Linked DNA regions of Anas platyrhynchos: region 1 is linked to region 2. The links are chromatin contacts, called in public Hi-C maps. All regions are on one chromosome and are shown on one strand. Each heading gives the region's core, a stretch centred on a gene start, on an enhancer-like site or on the middle of the called end of the contact. The rest is flanking DNA. Distances are from core to core; before and after follow the strand shown. Region 1 overlaps LOC106015329 (a long non-coding RNA gene). Region 2 overlaps EEPD1 (endonuclease/exonuclease/phosphatase family domain containing 1).

What was found. A called contact is a pair of places that touch in the nucleus more often than the background predicts.
Region 1: a Hi-C map of skeletal muscle shows a contact between it and region 2, with 1.8 times the contacts expected there. The contact joins two enhancer-like sites. A contact is called at or near these places in 2 of 8 Hi-C or Micro-C datasets (skeletal muscle and subcutaneous adipose tissue).

The regions. Positions count from the first base shown.
Region 1 is chr2:97,212,237-97,219,135 of IASCAAS_PekinDuck_T2T, forward strand. It overlaps LOC106015329 (a long non-coding RNA gene), which reads right to left. Exons shown (of 5, transcript XR_011806822.1): 2 at 4,261-4,399; 3 at 1,117-1,230; 4 at 733-809. Among named protein-coding and RNA genes, the nearest start is that of HERPUD2, 17 kb to the right of the region's middle. Within about 2 kb of position 4,960, at least 1 of the 8 cell types and tissues checked has an H3K27ac peak or open chromatin away from gene starts, as enhancers often do.
Region 2 is chr2:97,013,992-97,021,161 of IASCAAS_PekinDuck_T2T, forward strand. It overlaps EEPD1 (endonuclease/exonuclease/phosphatase family domain containing 1), which reads right to left. Exons shown (of 7, transcript XM_038174923.2): 3 at 1,566-1,676. Among named protein-coding and RNA genes, the nearest start is that of MATCAP2, 46 kb to the left of the region's middle. Within about 2 kb of position 1,625, at least 1 of the 8 cell types and tissues checked has an H3K27ac peak or open chromatin away from gene starts, as enhancers often do.

The DNA of each region.
Region 1 (6,899 bases), core at 3,710-6,209, 200 kb after region 2:
TAGATAAATCACCCCTGGTTGCTGCCTGGGATTTGGTCACTATGCTCCAGAACTTGCACACAGGGCAAACTGTGGCTAATGTTACCCAGATGCTCCTCACTTCCTTTGTGATCAATATGATGCCTAACATGAAAAAGTGCTGAGTGCTCAGAGCTATAACTAAAGTCTATGAGGACTAGGTTTCTGCATATACAAAAACACATAATGTGAAGTGTTTGGAAAGGTCAGGTTTTAATATTCCAAATTGGATGCCAAAACTGAACGTATCTTTCATCTGCTCACCTTAGCTTTACAAAGAAATCATCAATATTTGTGAAGTACTCAAATTTTATAATACTGAGTGTCAGTAAAAAACCTACTTTGGGGAACAAATGATTCTTTCTTCAGAGTGAAGTAAAAGAACGCAGCCCAGTAAAGTCTCACGCCACAGTGAACAACCGGGAGAACACCAATCATGCAGTCATGCTCATTATATGGCCACCTCTCATTCTGTGTGCTGGCTGAAGCAGGGCTACTCTGAAAAAAGTTATGTAGCATGTCAATAGGAGCTGAGTCACAGTACATCCATGGAAGTGCTAATTGGAAAAACACCATCCTTTTCCTTTCATGTAATAGTAATTGTGTAAAAACAGTGTTTTTCCAAACAGTCCCTGCTTATATATCCCTATAAACTTTGCAAGAGGGATGCAGGCCATTGGATAAGGGCAAGATAATGGCTTCTTCCTTAGTTACCTCTTCTGCAGCCCTTGGAAGTCCTCCGTGGATCCCTAGAAGTCTGTAGGCCACATGTTGTAAACCAGTGTCACTGACTGTATAGCTCACAAAGGAAAAAAAAAAAAGTTAAATCAAAAGTCATTTTCTTGGTCTTTCTAGTAACATATGCTGCGTAATAAGGAAGTGCATGAAACATTCAACGCCCTTGCTGCTAGCAGTAATCTTGCAAGGAGGAAATGAGTTTGTTCTGGACTCTTCCATATCAGACGGTCTGCCTAAAACTTTGTCCCCCCATTTACTTTATTTGTTTTCTCTCCCTCAATTACCACTGCCATACTGGCTCTGGTTGACCACCATTATTGCAGCCCCAGCCTGAGTTAGGGTTTCAGTGTGCTGCCTTACCTCTGCCCACTTAGTCCAGCTCCTACCCTGCCCCAGCCTGTGCCGCCATCTGGTTGAAGTGCTCACATACTTGAGTGTTTCCATTCCATTGCAAATTGGGAGATTTGTTTGATTCTGCAAAAACAAACATTATGGAAGTGTTTGGTGCTTGGGAACTTCTGACACCGATGCATAAGGACCTGTAATTACAGCAATGTTCCCCTCCATCCACCACAGCTGTCTCCAGCAATGTTCCCCCTCATTAGAAATCTATCCTATAATTTCAGATTAGAACTGGAACATAAAGCAGTAATTGCCCCTTTCTGTTCGAGTCTTTGAGGAATTTACATTGTCAAGCTGAGACGTTTGCTGTGCTTAAACCTTTCCACCCCTCAACAATAGGTCTTTACTTGAACTTCACTTCACTTTGCTTCATTTGCATTGGCAGTTCCCCTGGTTCAAATGCTGTGAGACCTGGTTGCTGACAGCATTTGCTTCAGGAAGTGCAAGCCTCTGATTCTCCCTATAATATTACAATCACCAATTTACTTATTTTTTTCTTACTGCTTGACATTCAGATTTGTGTGTGTGTGTGTGTTGATGACCTGTGTCGCTTTCCCATTAAGTTATTCTGGCTGTAAAAATTATAGAATTGAAAGTGATGTGAAGCAATAGGCTCATTCAGTCCCCTGTTCTGAATACCTTCTCCTTTATGGGATATAGATCAAGAAATATATATTGTCATTTGTTACCCTTTAAATGACAAATCTGTAAAATGTTTGGTTGTTCCATGTGTCAGAGAGAAATATGAAAGACTTACTCAAGCACAGAATACGTCACTGCTGCCTCAACATTGCTGAGGCCGCACCTGGAGAACTGGGTCCAATTCTGGGACCCCCAGTACAAGAGAGACCTGGACATACTGGGGAGAGTTGTATGGAGGGTCGCTGAGATGCTCAATGGACTGGAGCATCTCTCCTAGGAACCTCAGCCCTTCTGTGATTCTGTATGAAAGATTCTGTATGAATTAGATGCTTGAGCTGGAGGCATTGGCTGGAGCTCCCTTCTCTCTTATTTCTGCTGCTTTGTTCTTTTAAGCCCTTAGTCTTGGCTGCTCCCCTCTGAAAAACTCTGCTTGCTAGCAGAACTGTAACAGCACATAGATAATGTACATTTGCCAGTGAGTTCCTTTTTGCTATTTATTTATTTTGATTGCAATTTGAAAAATATATAAAAAATATGTTTATTTTCCCAGCCTCTGAGCACATCTAACAATGGATTAAAAAAGCAGACCAACCCCCTAAGAGCTTTAGCAAACCACTAGCTTTTTCCCATGTGCCAGGACGCATCGTCAGATTTTTCGAAAGTAGCAACACAGACAAAAAGGGCTTTGTGTGGGTGGGCTAAAAGAAGTCTAATGTGTGAACAGGGGACCGGAGCACTTAGGATGCTCTCTTCTCCTGTCTTCCTGCCTCTTGCCTATGATTCTACATAGCAGAGGTATGCACATACATATGCATGTATGTACATGTGTATGTGTTGCTCCAGATACATCTATAACATCCATGTATTGGGATTTGTGCTTTGACTGGCTGCACACCACATTAGCTGTTCCTGACATTTCCTGTTCCAGCTTTCCCCTCTTGAACCACCAGCACTGAGTTTCTTCCGCTTTATTGCTGCCGGCACATAATACAATGCTAAAGATAAGTTTCTAAGTAAGTTCCACGGGTAATTTGTAATGCTTTCTTCCTTTCTAATTACCCCCAGTTAGTGGGAATAATTTTTTTCCTCAGAAAACACAGCACTAAACCAACACTCCAGTACTCGCCTTGACTTTCTGCAGAGGCTGACCTTGAAAAAGTGATCTTCTTCCTAGCGGGAAGCAGAAAATTGTCCTCAGAAGTGCTTCTGAAAATCAAGCCTTTCCTTCTGGAGAAAAGCATGCAGTTTGCATTTGCTGACTCTCTTCATGTGTTGCCAACAAGTGAGGGATGGCCCTAGCCTGACTTTTCCTTCCTCATTATACTCGGTGCATGTTTGCTTCCCTCGTGGGCTGTGTTTTGAATGTGTTTGTTTAGTTTCTCACTGTTTGCCATACTAACTTCTTTATTCTTTTCCTCGGGAGCTTGCTGCATATTTTATTTCTGTCCTGAATCTGCACACTGCTTTGCTTTGGTTGGCTGGGTCTAGTATGCTGATTGTATGAGGATGTCATTTTAACCTCTTGAGGGTTACTGCGCTGTTGAAGAGAGAGGAATTCCAAAAACTAAAACTTTAAAATAACGCCCTACTGACAGCAAAAGGAAAATAAAGAGCCAAAAAAAAAATATATGCATAAGAAAAATTAATAAAACGGGCATGGGATAAAAAAAAAAAACACAAATGCATAATTTCTTCACACAGACGTAATCCAGATGTTATTCAATAAATGAATCACATTTAAATATAAAAGAATCATATTTGTTGCGTTGTATAATCACTTCTTTTTTTGAGTAAGAAAAAAATATGAATAATCCAGTTTTAGTAATTCCCCCCCATTCACAAGAATCCAATTTTTTCTTAGCATGGTTGAAGGCCATTGTGGAATATGATCCTGTTACCTCTGGTAAAAGTCTGTGAGGTCTATCAGCAGCTTTTGACACAAATGAATTTAGGATATTGCTGCTTTTCCACAGAAGCTCTCAGGGATCAGTGGGGTCATTCTGAAGATGAAAACTATCTGCACTCCCTGCAGAAACATCGGAGAGGGCCACAGTGGTTATCCGACTTGCTCCACGTCCCCTCATGGAAAGCCAGTTGTCAATACTGGTGTTGGTGGGATGTCACTTGATGAGATACCTCAGACCTCAGAGGTGAACAGCTACATGCGCCTGATGATTTGTACTGAACAGCACACTCACCAGGCTATAGCCAAGCCTGGGAAGAGCGAATGTCAGAAGGAGAGAAAAAGCTAACTCAAAATAAGTTTGAAGAAAGGATGAGTAGCGCTGACAGATGGTACAGCCCGTTTAGGAAATCACGACTTTCCCCTCCTTCCATCAGTTGCTAAGGAGAGATTATGGATGAGAGACTACCATGGGTATCAGCATTCAGGGCGTGCTTCATGCTGACCACTGCTCGGACACCCTTAAAGCCATCTGACACAACTCCCATCTTACCAACCTCCTTCCTGGGACCGTGGCATCCATCCCCGCAGCTCTTTATTTCCAGGTGGAAGATAGGGATGCTCTACGTTTTAAACTGGCCAGAAAGCTGCTCAGAAGTGTTACCCGGTCCCCCGTGCAGCCGTGCATCTCTGGAGCTGCAAAGGCAAATGGGACCGCATCGGAATATTTCCCCACAGCTTAGTGACTCCACATGCTGTAGCTGCTCTCAGCCAGAACAATGATCTTTCTCTGTGCAGCCTTCCACGGGACAGGCTGCAGCCCCATTAAGGACTGCATTTCCCTCCCTGCCACTCCAAGGGTACTTGCTGAGAGGAGATGAAGTAATGGTCACGACTGAAATGAAACTCAGATGAGTGGAGGAGAATGCGTGTGAAGAACATGCATTTGTGACAGAAATTCATCTGGCAAAGAAATAAAAAGAAAAAATAGCAGAAGATCACTGCTTGATTTAAAAAAAAAAAAAAAAAGATGCAAAATGCATATTGTTTACTCGAGCCTTCCTTCAACAGAAGCAGTGACATACTGCCTGCTAAACTATCACCCTCATCCCCCACTTTAACTATATTATATCCGCTAATTCCTCTAAGGAGAAGAGCTGTGGTAGGTGCATGACAGCCATCCAGTCCTCAGAACTGTTGGAAGCCATATTTTCAGCAGGCTCCTCTCAAATCACATACAGCATACTGCAAAGGGGTTACAGGGTGGCCCCAGCCTCTCTCCTCTCCTGTCTGGGATATAACTGGCCCTTGTTTTAGTGAAGCAATGCAGAAAACTCTGTCTTTTATTTGTTGGCCATGCACAACAATGACAGTTATGACAGGAAGGCGTATGAATTAGTGATGAGCTTACTAATGAAATCTCTACGTAAGAACTGAGACCTGCCAGGTGCATAGGATGCAGCCCCTCACCATTGCAGAGAAGGTGGATGCAGTTACATGCTGCAAACCAGTATTTCATGAAAGGCCTTCAAGGAAGCTCAAAATGACCAGGCTTCAAATTTTTTTTGCAGCAAAAAGCATAAAAGAGAACCCGAGTCACCTTTAATGTTACTGGGAGAACCCCTTTGGCTGGGGTGGAGGTATGGTTTAGGTGACTGGCAGCAAAACGTGCTGCAGATTAAATGCAGGAGGCTATAACACCCGAGATGGAAGGCACAGAAAAAACAGAAGGCTGGGAGAGCTGACAAGGAAGACAGGACCAGTGGTGGTAGCTAGGGAATATACATAGATGTTATGTCTGGAGAGGAAGATAATGCAAAGCAAAGCCTGTAAAAGTGACTGATACAGTTTTAAGGCCACTAGGGAGAGGGAGCAGAGCTGAATGAATGCAGCTGTCATGGTAGGCATGCTTTTGGGTTAGAGCACAGCAATGAGGCTGCGGACAAACATCACTCAGGCTTGTTTCCCAGGACTTCCTCAAGACACACTGCCTCCTCTACTCCCCATAACACAGACTTTCCTTCCTAACACTCCTTTCCTTTTTTTTTTTTTTTTTGGCTTGACTCTGACTTGACAGTAGTGATCTGACTTTCAGGCTGGCACTATATGGCCTTGGTCTTTCCCTTGGGTTTTGCTGCATGGTCTGTAACTTTCGCAGCCAGGCTGCAAGCTCCATAGCGTGCTCGCTGCTCCACCTGAATTTTTATACCTAGCTCTCTGTACTGTGCTGTGCAGACCAACCATTATAGCATGAAGTATAAAGCCCAGAGCATTATAGCACCTACACAGTATCGAAAGCACACCAAGGGTGTTGCACATATAATAACCTACTCAGCTGTAAAAAAGAGTCGCATACATCTATTACAAAAGGGTGTGATGTATAACTTGTATGTAAAGAACAACTCTTGCAACAGGGTTGAAATGCCAGCATAGCAGTCTTCTGGGAAAACGTAGTGATAAAAGAAAGTTTATTTTAATGTTCGGAGGATCTCCTGTGCAACAAGAACACTGTGTTGTGAGCATGCAGAGGAGAGCGGTGCCACCAAAAGAATACAATGACCCAGATGCACTCGAGCTCTGGTCAAATTCAGATGCAGTCAAGAATTTTAAACATCAAACTACACTTTTTTTCTTTTTCTTTTTTTTTTTTTTTCCCTAAAACATTTGTTAGCACACAGAAAGCCTCTTCACTTGGTGAGAAGCTGTGACGTATTTCTAAAGCAAGAAATATCACAGGCAGAGCTGTCACCAGTGAAAAATAATTTGGACCCGAGTGAAAGAAATGGTAAAAAAGATGTAATAGGAAGCCATTATAGGGCACTGGGGGAGGATGAGAAAGCAGGACAGGAAATGTTTATGCAGATAAAGGAAGCCTGCAAAACAACTACAACAGGGATCATAGGAATTTCAATCTGCCTGTCACTGAGTGGAATCGTAATTAGGAAATATCAAATAAGTGTGAAAAGCTGAAGACTTAACATAGCCCTGAATCACCTTTAGGCTGAATGTACAGCTATAGCTAGAAAAGTAACTGCCCCATAAAGCTCACAGCCTGGAGGTCCTTTCTTTTCCCTCTGACTCCAAAGCAGTGCGGGTCCGACAGCATCAGTTCACTGACCTTCTGGGTTACGCTACCGCCTCTGTTTTCTCAGGCTTTCTGCAGATGGCTGGGGGCCGGTATATTCACAGAGGATGT
Region 2 (7,170 bases), core at 375-2,874:
GATCTTGCAGACTTCTGTCGTGCACGAGCTAAAAATATCCAGGCTCGTTCAGCCTCTTGGCACGACATCTGGTCTAGACCTCTCAGCCCTGTCAATCTTCTCTCTCTCTTTTGTAGCTCAAGTGCTTCATGTTCAGTTCTCCACTCCTTTCATCCCGGTGTCTATCATCCTTCATGCTTTTTTAGACTACTTGGGACCGTGGCATTCCCAGCTGCACTCATTACACCAGCAGCAGTATCTAATTCAAAGCCTGTCAAGCCTCCCCTCTCATCGCACAGACAGGATTTGCCTTGGTATCATTCAAACCTGTTTCTCTTAGTGAATCATAGTTAAATTCATCTCAAGGAAACGTCTTCCATTTCAGTTGCAAAAAAACAAGTATTATATGCTCTGCTGTCTTCCACTGAGCCTTGAAAGAAAGTATTAAGGTTGGCTAAAATCCTTCTGTAGCCCATTTGGCCAGTTTTAGACTTGAAACTGGTGGAATAATTTTGTCAGTATTTTAATGTCTGAAAACCAAGTAGGCTACAAGAAAAGATGTAGAAGAATAAAACAGATGTCAGCAGCCCCCCTCTATTCCCTAGCTCCAGATTTTCCATCAACCCAGTGGCCAATATCAGTGTTTGGTAGAAGGCCAAATGACTGGGATGAGTGGGAGCACAAACCTATGCACCAACCACTATTTTGCCTTATTTAGCCCTGCAGAGTGTCTTGAGATCGCTCTGTGCCAAAGATGCTATACATTCGGAGTACCACTGCATTATTTCATTGCATTGTGTTTGTGTGCACAATGTTCAAACCTAACGAACCCATCAACTAACCTAAGGGGTAGAAAAGGCTTTTTGGCTTAGTGTAGGGTGCTGTAGCATAGCCAGACTTCCCTTCTGTAAAAGCACCTAAAAGGGAGAGTCAGTAAGTAACATTTTTATTCTTAGTTTGGCCACAGATTTCTCCCATAATCTGGGGAGTCCTTCATCCTTACATCCCTATCTGGATGAAATTGCTGATTTTCAATAGAGTCCAAGGCATATTTCAAAGATACTTGTATGGCACTTTAGGGAATGTGCACGATAAGCTCCTCTGCCAGACGAGGACGGCATGCTGAGCAGCTCCTCTGTAGGGTCTTCGTTTGTAAACTAGGAAAACTGGAAGCTCTTCCAAATTCCAGCCAGTGCTGTATAACAGAGCAAGCTCAGCTGACCAGCAGAAAAAAATCAGAAGTACTGCAGCATGTAAGGGGCAAAACAATGGGCTCCTTCCTTGTCCTACAGTGTAGCCTTTTTTCTGTATTTCTGTACTGTTTTTATCTGTCATACCTCCCCTAAACACATGGACACCTTCCTCCTTAAAAGTATGCCACGGACGGGGGAGAACAACTCTTCCAAATAATCAATAGCACAGTCAAACCGAATGCCATTTGAAGAGTCAGCTTTAAAAAAAAAAAAAAGCTGCAAACCTTGCCAGAAGGATTTGCAAAATGTTTTGCCTTAAACAGATTAAGAATATGTCCTTGGTTAAAGGCAAAAAAAATTGAAGCAAAAGTTCAAACGTAGGGATTAATGTACCTTATGTAGCTGGCCTGAGGGTTTTTCGGAAACAACACCCTTCCAACATCCTCTAGGGCCCTTCCACTTGCGGATGTTTGGCAGCGTTGGCTGGTTCAGCTCCATACAAAACTAGAGAGAGAGAGAGAGAGAAAAAAAAAAAAAAAGATAAGCTTCCTAGGGCTTTAAAAAAACCTGCAAAAAGCACGCAAAGAGGCATTGATAAGATATGCTGTGAAACACAGGCTATCGTCTCTACTGAAATGTTAAATGAAAGCCCACCTACAAATCTGAGGTCAAGGAAGCTGCACCAGTTTATGCTAGCTACAAAATTTAAGCTCAAATTTTTCAGCAGCACAATAGCCTAGGCCAGCCCTGGAAGGGGAAGCCGGCTAACCCAGAAAGCACAAAAGCACACTGAGCAGACATGAGGAACACAAAACCTCTGCCCCCCGAAAGTTTGCGCAGGAGGTGGTCTGGGACCTGTCCCAGGGTCTCGTCACTATTTGGAGATTGGGTTAAAATGGCACAAACATGGCAAGCAGAACATATTCTAAAAGTGCCTAAGTCTCTCCCTTAGGCTCTTTTCCCACAAAGTGCCGCTGGGAGAGCAGCAGGGGGGCTGTCAGGGGCAGGAAGCCCCTATGTAGGAGGGCTGGCTGCTCTCCCCTCGGCCGTGGGGAAGAAGCCGAAGGAAGGGTGGAGGATAGACCCAACAGCCAGTACTCAGCTGACAAACTGATTTTGAGGGGTTACGGTTCAAAAGCTGTTTGTAAAGAAGCAATGAGTCGGTGTGGTGAAGTCGAGGAAGCTGAGAGCTCAGGCTAAGAAACCTCAAACAAGCCAATGTGCCCGAGGGCACGTTGCGGGTACTGCAAGGGGTGATAAATCAGAGGAAGGAGAACCTCAGTGCTACAGGGCGCATTTCAACATCTGCATTTCAATGGGCAAGTAATAAACTACCAGCATAAAACACATAGCAGACACAAACCCTGTAAACTACTGCAGGAGCTGTGCGTAACATTTCCAGCCTTTCCAGAGATGCTGGCAATAGAAATGCTGCTGCTTCACGTGGCATTTTGCAGCCATGCATATACAATATACATGCTGTAATACCACCATATGCACCATATGCAGCTGTATTGTGGTATGACAGATGCTTTATGGATGCCTGAGACTCCCTGTGCAGGAAGGGCTTGGCTGCACATTTTCACACATAGCAGATCTTTCTGGGGCTCCCCAGAGATGCTGGTTGTCCTGGACATTGCTGTACAGCCACAGAACTTGGACACATTCACACTGCCAGGCATATGGTCAGAGCTATAAAGACTGTGCAGTAACATCCAACAGATCAAGGGTACTGGGACTGTGGACACCCTGGAAAAGACCCCACATCCACTTGGATAATAACAATTTAACAAATTTGGAGATAACAATTTCCAAAAATTTGGAAATAACAATTTAACAACAACAACAAAAAAGACTATGCCTTGGAAAACCTGGATCCCCTTTATGCAGATGCTATGAAATACTTTTTGCCAGGGGGTTCAGAATAAAGCTTAATAGGAGGAGTTTGAGCCCTCTGCAAAGCTACTGTCAGGTCAAGACAGACCCCAGCTGGATGCTGGCAGGGACACCAGGCATCAGCACACCCTGGCTGTGTAGAAGTGCATGCACACAGCAGCTGTGGCTTCGGGGAAAGAAGCTATTAAAAAGTAATCACTGTGAAACAGTAAGAGACTTTCAATGTGCATTTTCTTTCTTTCTTTTTTTTTTTTTCTTTAATTTATCTGACACTGGAAGAGCTGCACTGAAACAGAGGTTTTCGCAGTGAAAAAACATCTTCAGACAAAAGCTTGTAACCCAAATGTCAGCCCAACAGAAATAGCGATTTAACAAAGAAGGATTTCAAGGAACACAATAACCTCAGTGATGGTTCTCTGTGGTGGGTCATGCTTCTGGCCAAACACAGTTTGAACAGTTGTGGTGCAAATCTGCATGGATATAAACGTTTCTGATGTGGGTATCAGCAAAGGATGGGACAGCTGTTCTCCTTACTGGAACGGGGAATGGCTACCCCCTTTCCAACTTACCACTTGTTCTTATTCACATGTCTATTTCATCTTTTGTTTCAAAAAGAAAAATCAAAACCTGCTCTTTTACTAACTGCCTTGTCTGTAAGTTCAGTACCCTGGATGCTGAAGCTGTAAGCATTTACCTCTAAAGTACACACAACGCAAAAAGCAATCTTTCTTGTCTTGGAAAGCCAAGAGGCATTCACACTCAAAAGAGAAAATGTCTGGCACATCCGTTAAGATCCTTTAAGAAACTTTTCTGAAATGTAGAGATTTGCTGGAACTTCTTATTCAAGATGCTGTGTGTACTGCATCACTGGTCGTTATATAGCTTCAAGCAGTGCTAGGGCTGTGCTGGTTTATTAAACAACGAGGCACACAGAGCATTTGCACAGCCTGAGAACGGAGCTCTGCTCTGGACTGAAGGCTAGGTGAAATCATAACACACACACATAGTAAGTCACAGCAGTAATAATTATCATTCCTGATGTTGTTCTGCTGCCTTTAAACTGCATGCATTTGCTGAATGAGTTTTCTAACATTTAAATAACATAAATCAGCAACCACGGGGGAAAAAAATGAAGTTAGGAGTTTTACTGTAAACCAACAAAAGAGTTAACTTATCTCCAGGTTGCAGCTGCCTAGTGGACAGCACAAAGGATATAGCAGGGCTGAATAAATACTACAGAAACCACCGCTTTATTAAAAAGAGCATCTGCAATCAACTAGTTTGAATATTTCCTCCAAATTGATTTCCTTAAGGCCCTGATTTAACTTTGCTCAAAGAAAAAGATGACAAATAAAATTATATGGTTTGTTCAGAAAAAGGCATCAGCCTGCTCTGGGTACAGTTTTAGCAACTGAGAGCATCCCCTACAGCAGCTGACTTTAATTTGTGCCCGTTTTTCAGGGCTTACAGGCACACAGATTTTGAAGCTCTTGCAGAATACTTGCTTAGGTCACATTCTCTGCTGAAGTGAGAAGGGCATTTCTTAAATCACATTGTTCTGCCCACAAAGCCCAAGAGCAAACACAATTACAGCTTCCCTTGTACAGTAAAAATCTACAGACAAGCTCATGGCCTACATTGGGCGTGAAAAAACACCCTTTCTTCTTTCGCAAAGTTAGATCTATATCAATCTTTCTGGGGAGCTTCTTCTCATGTGGTAAAGAAAAATCAAAATGAAAATCTCAGTCAGAACATTTTCCCCCAAAATCCTCATAAGGAATAAAGTTCTAGCTTTCTTTTTTTTTTTTTTTTCTAAAGAGCCTTTCAGATTGCAAGTTTCCTGAACAAAATCGTCTTTCTTTATTAAATCCTGTACATAACCAAGTCAAAACTCAAATAGATACTGCCATATCAACAGCACAAGGGCTCTTTTATACAGACTGTCCCTGTATCATACCTACATGTATGCCTTCATGGTCTCTCTTGCAGCTCAGTGCTAAGTGGTTTTGGATAAGCAGTGCATCCAGGGTGTGGGAATGCAGCAGCACACAGGCTCCAGTCACACTCTAGGTAAAAAGCTGTCTGCCCCTGAAAAGTGACCCCCTGTGACAGCCACCTGCCTGCTACCAGCATGTGAAATGCGAGGAGTCAAGAGCCACCACTCCCAGAACTGGGGCAAGCCCCACGGCCTCTGTTCGTCTTCAACCCATCATTCACCCACAAAGGGAGGATCCAAAGACGGAACTGCTCTGTTTCCCCTGATAAGGAGCCCATGCTGACTGCTCCTGGCCACTCCAGAAGCAGACAGGTACAGGAACGAGCTTACACCGGGCAGCTGGAAGAAGCTGAGGAAACACACATTAGAGTAGGAACAGGAGAGGGAAGGCACTGTGTCTTGGACAGGTTCAGGGTGCCCTGGGTAATCTTTACTTGCTTTTGAGGTGCTGTTTGTGCAGCCACTCCAAAATCAGGCAGAGTAGGCCCGACAGGCACACCACTCCATGCACACAGCTTGCCCCATCAGGTGTAACTCCTACAGTACAAGGGCTGGGGACCACACTGAGATGGGGACCTCCTTTGAGGTGAGCATCCCTTGCCTGAAAAGAGGACGCACTCACTACTCCTTTACACACTTAGGAGATCAAGGTGACCCAGGAAAACAATGCCTTAGGGCCTAATAAGGCTAGATGTAATTGTGCATTTCTTATCAGCCTCGTCTGTAGATATTTTAATTTCAGACCTGCAGTCAGAGCACAGGCTGTAAAGAGAGCGAGGCAAGAAGGAACTGTAAGGAGGAGCTTCCAGTGTGAGCCTGTTATTGTGGCACAATACGCCTTGTCTCAGTGCAATAATCATCGCCTGAACTTTAGAAAGGCACTCAGGGCAATTAAATGTTCATTTTGTTTAATTACCACAGATGCTTTCAGGCCAAAAGGGCACTGCATTAAATGTAAATAACAACTTACTTCTTCAAAGCAAAGATGATTTTAGTTCCTCTTAAGAAAGGGGAGAGAAGAGAGCTTAGGGAATAAACATGCTATTTCTGAATGTTAAATATGCACAGTTCCTTTATTTTTAACAGGCACTAGGGGGAGCAACTTTAATGAGTACAGGAGATGCGTATGAAACTTCTATCAGTTCCTTACCGTTTCACATATGTTAAGAGATGGCACATTAGTAAAGATTTGACATCTCCGTGGTGAAAGAGACTTGGAGTATGAGTTGTGAAGAGCACAGGAGCTGGTAATAGCTGAAAAGGAGACTTTCATCATCCGCAAAAACAACAACAAAAAATGTATAACAATTAGGTCAAAATTCACCACCTTTTTCAAAGCCACCCTACCCCCTCCAAACCTGATTCCTCTGGCAATAAAACTCCCATCCTGAAGCATGATCTAAAATATTCCAGATAGAAGATGTAACAAAACTGACAATGGCTTCACAAGACCATCTGGCGCTAGCACTATTAATCCATCCTTCAATATATATTTCTTCTGCTCCATCACTGGGTACTCCGTAACATACAAATGTTCCTAGAATTAAATGTACGCTACCCTTTATTTTCTTTATAAATCCAAGAGTGGACTGTACTTCTATTTCCAACTCAAAATGCAGACTTGAGAACCTGCAAACCTTACCCAATCAACCATCTACAGGACACAGCTACAGCTGGTGCTCCCTAATCGAGCCTGACCCAGAAAGCTGGGAGCAGAAACACTGAGAACATTTTTGAAACCAACACCTTCAGTTTTCACATAAAGCACCCTGATGTGACATTGATGCTCCTGAAGAAACAGAGTGTTTTGTTAGATCACGTTTGAGATGAGGAAGAAGCAGAATTAGCTGGGGGAGATCTTTGTGGTGGTTGTATTTTCCTGGACTCACTACAGAGGCTGGGGTAAGAAAACAGGTTAGGGCTGCAAGAGAAAAGCACTTGGCATCCACATCCCCGCAGGCAGGAGCAGCTAAGCAAAGGGACACAGAGGAACATCAGTTGTGTATGGGTTCTTGAATAACCAAACATAACTGCAGAGAAGGAAGTGTTATTACGGCTATAGCCTAAAACAGAATCAACACTGGATCCTATTTCCTACTGACAATA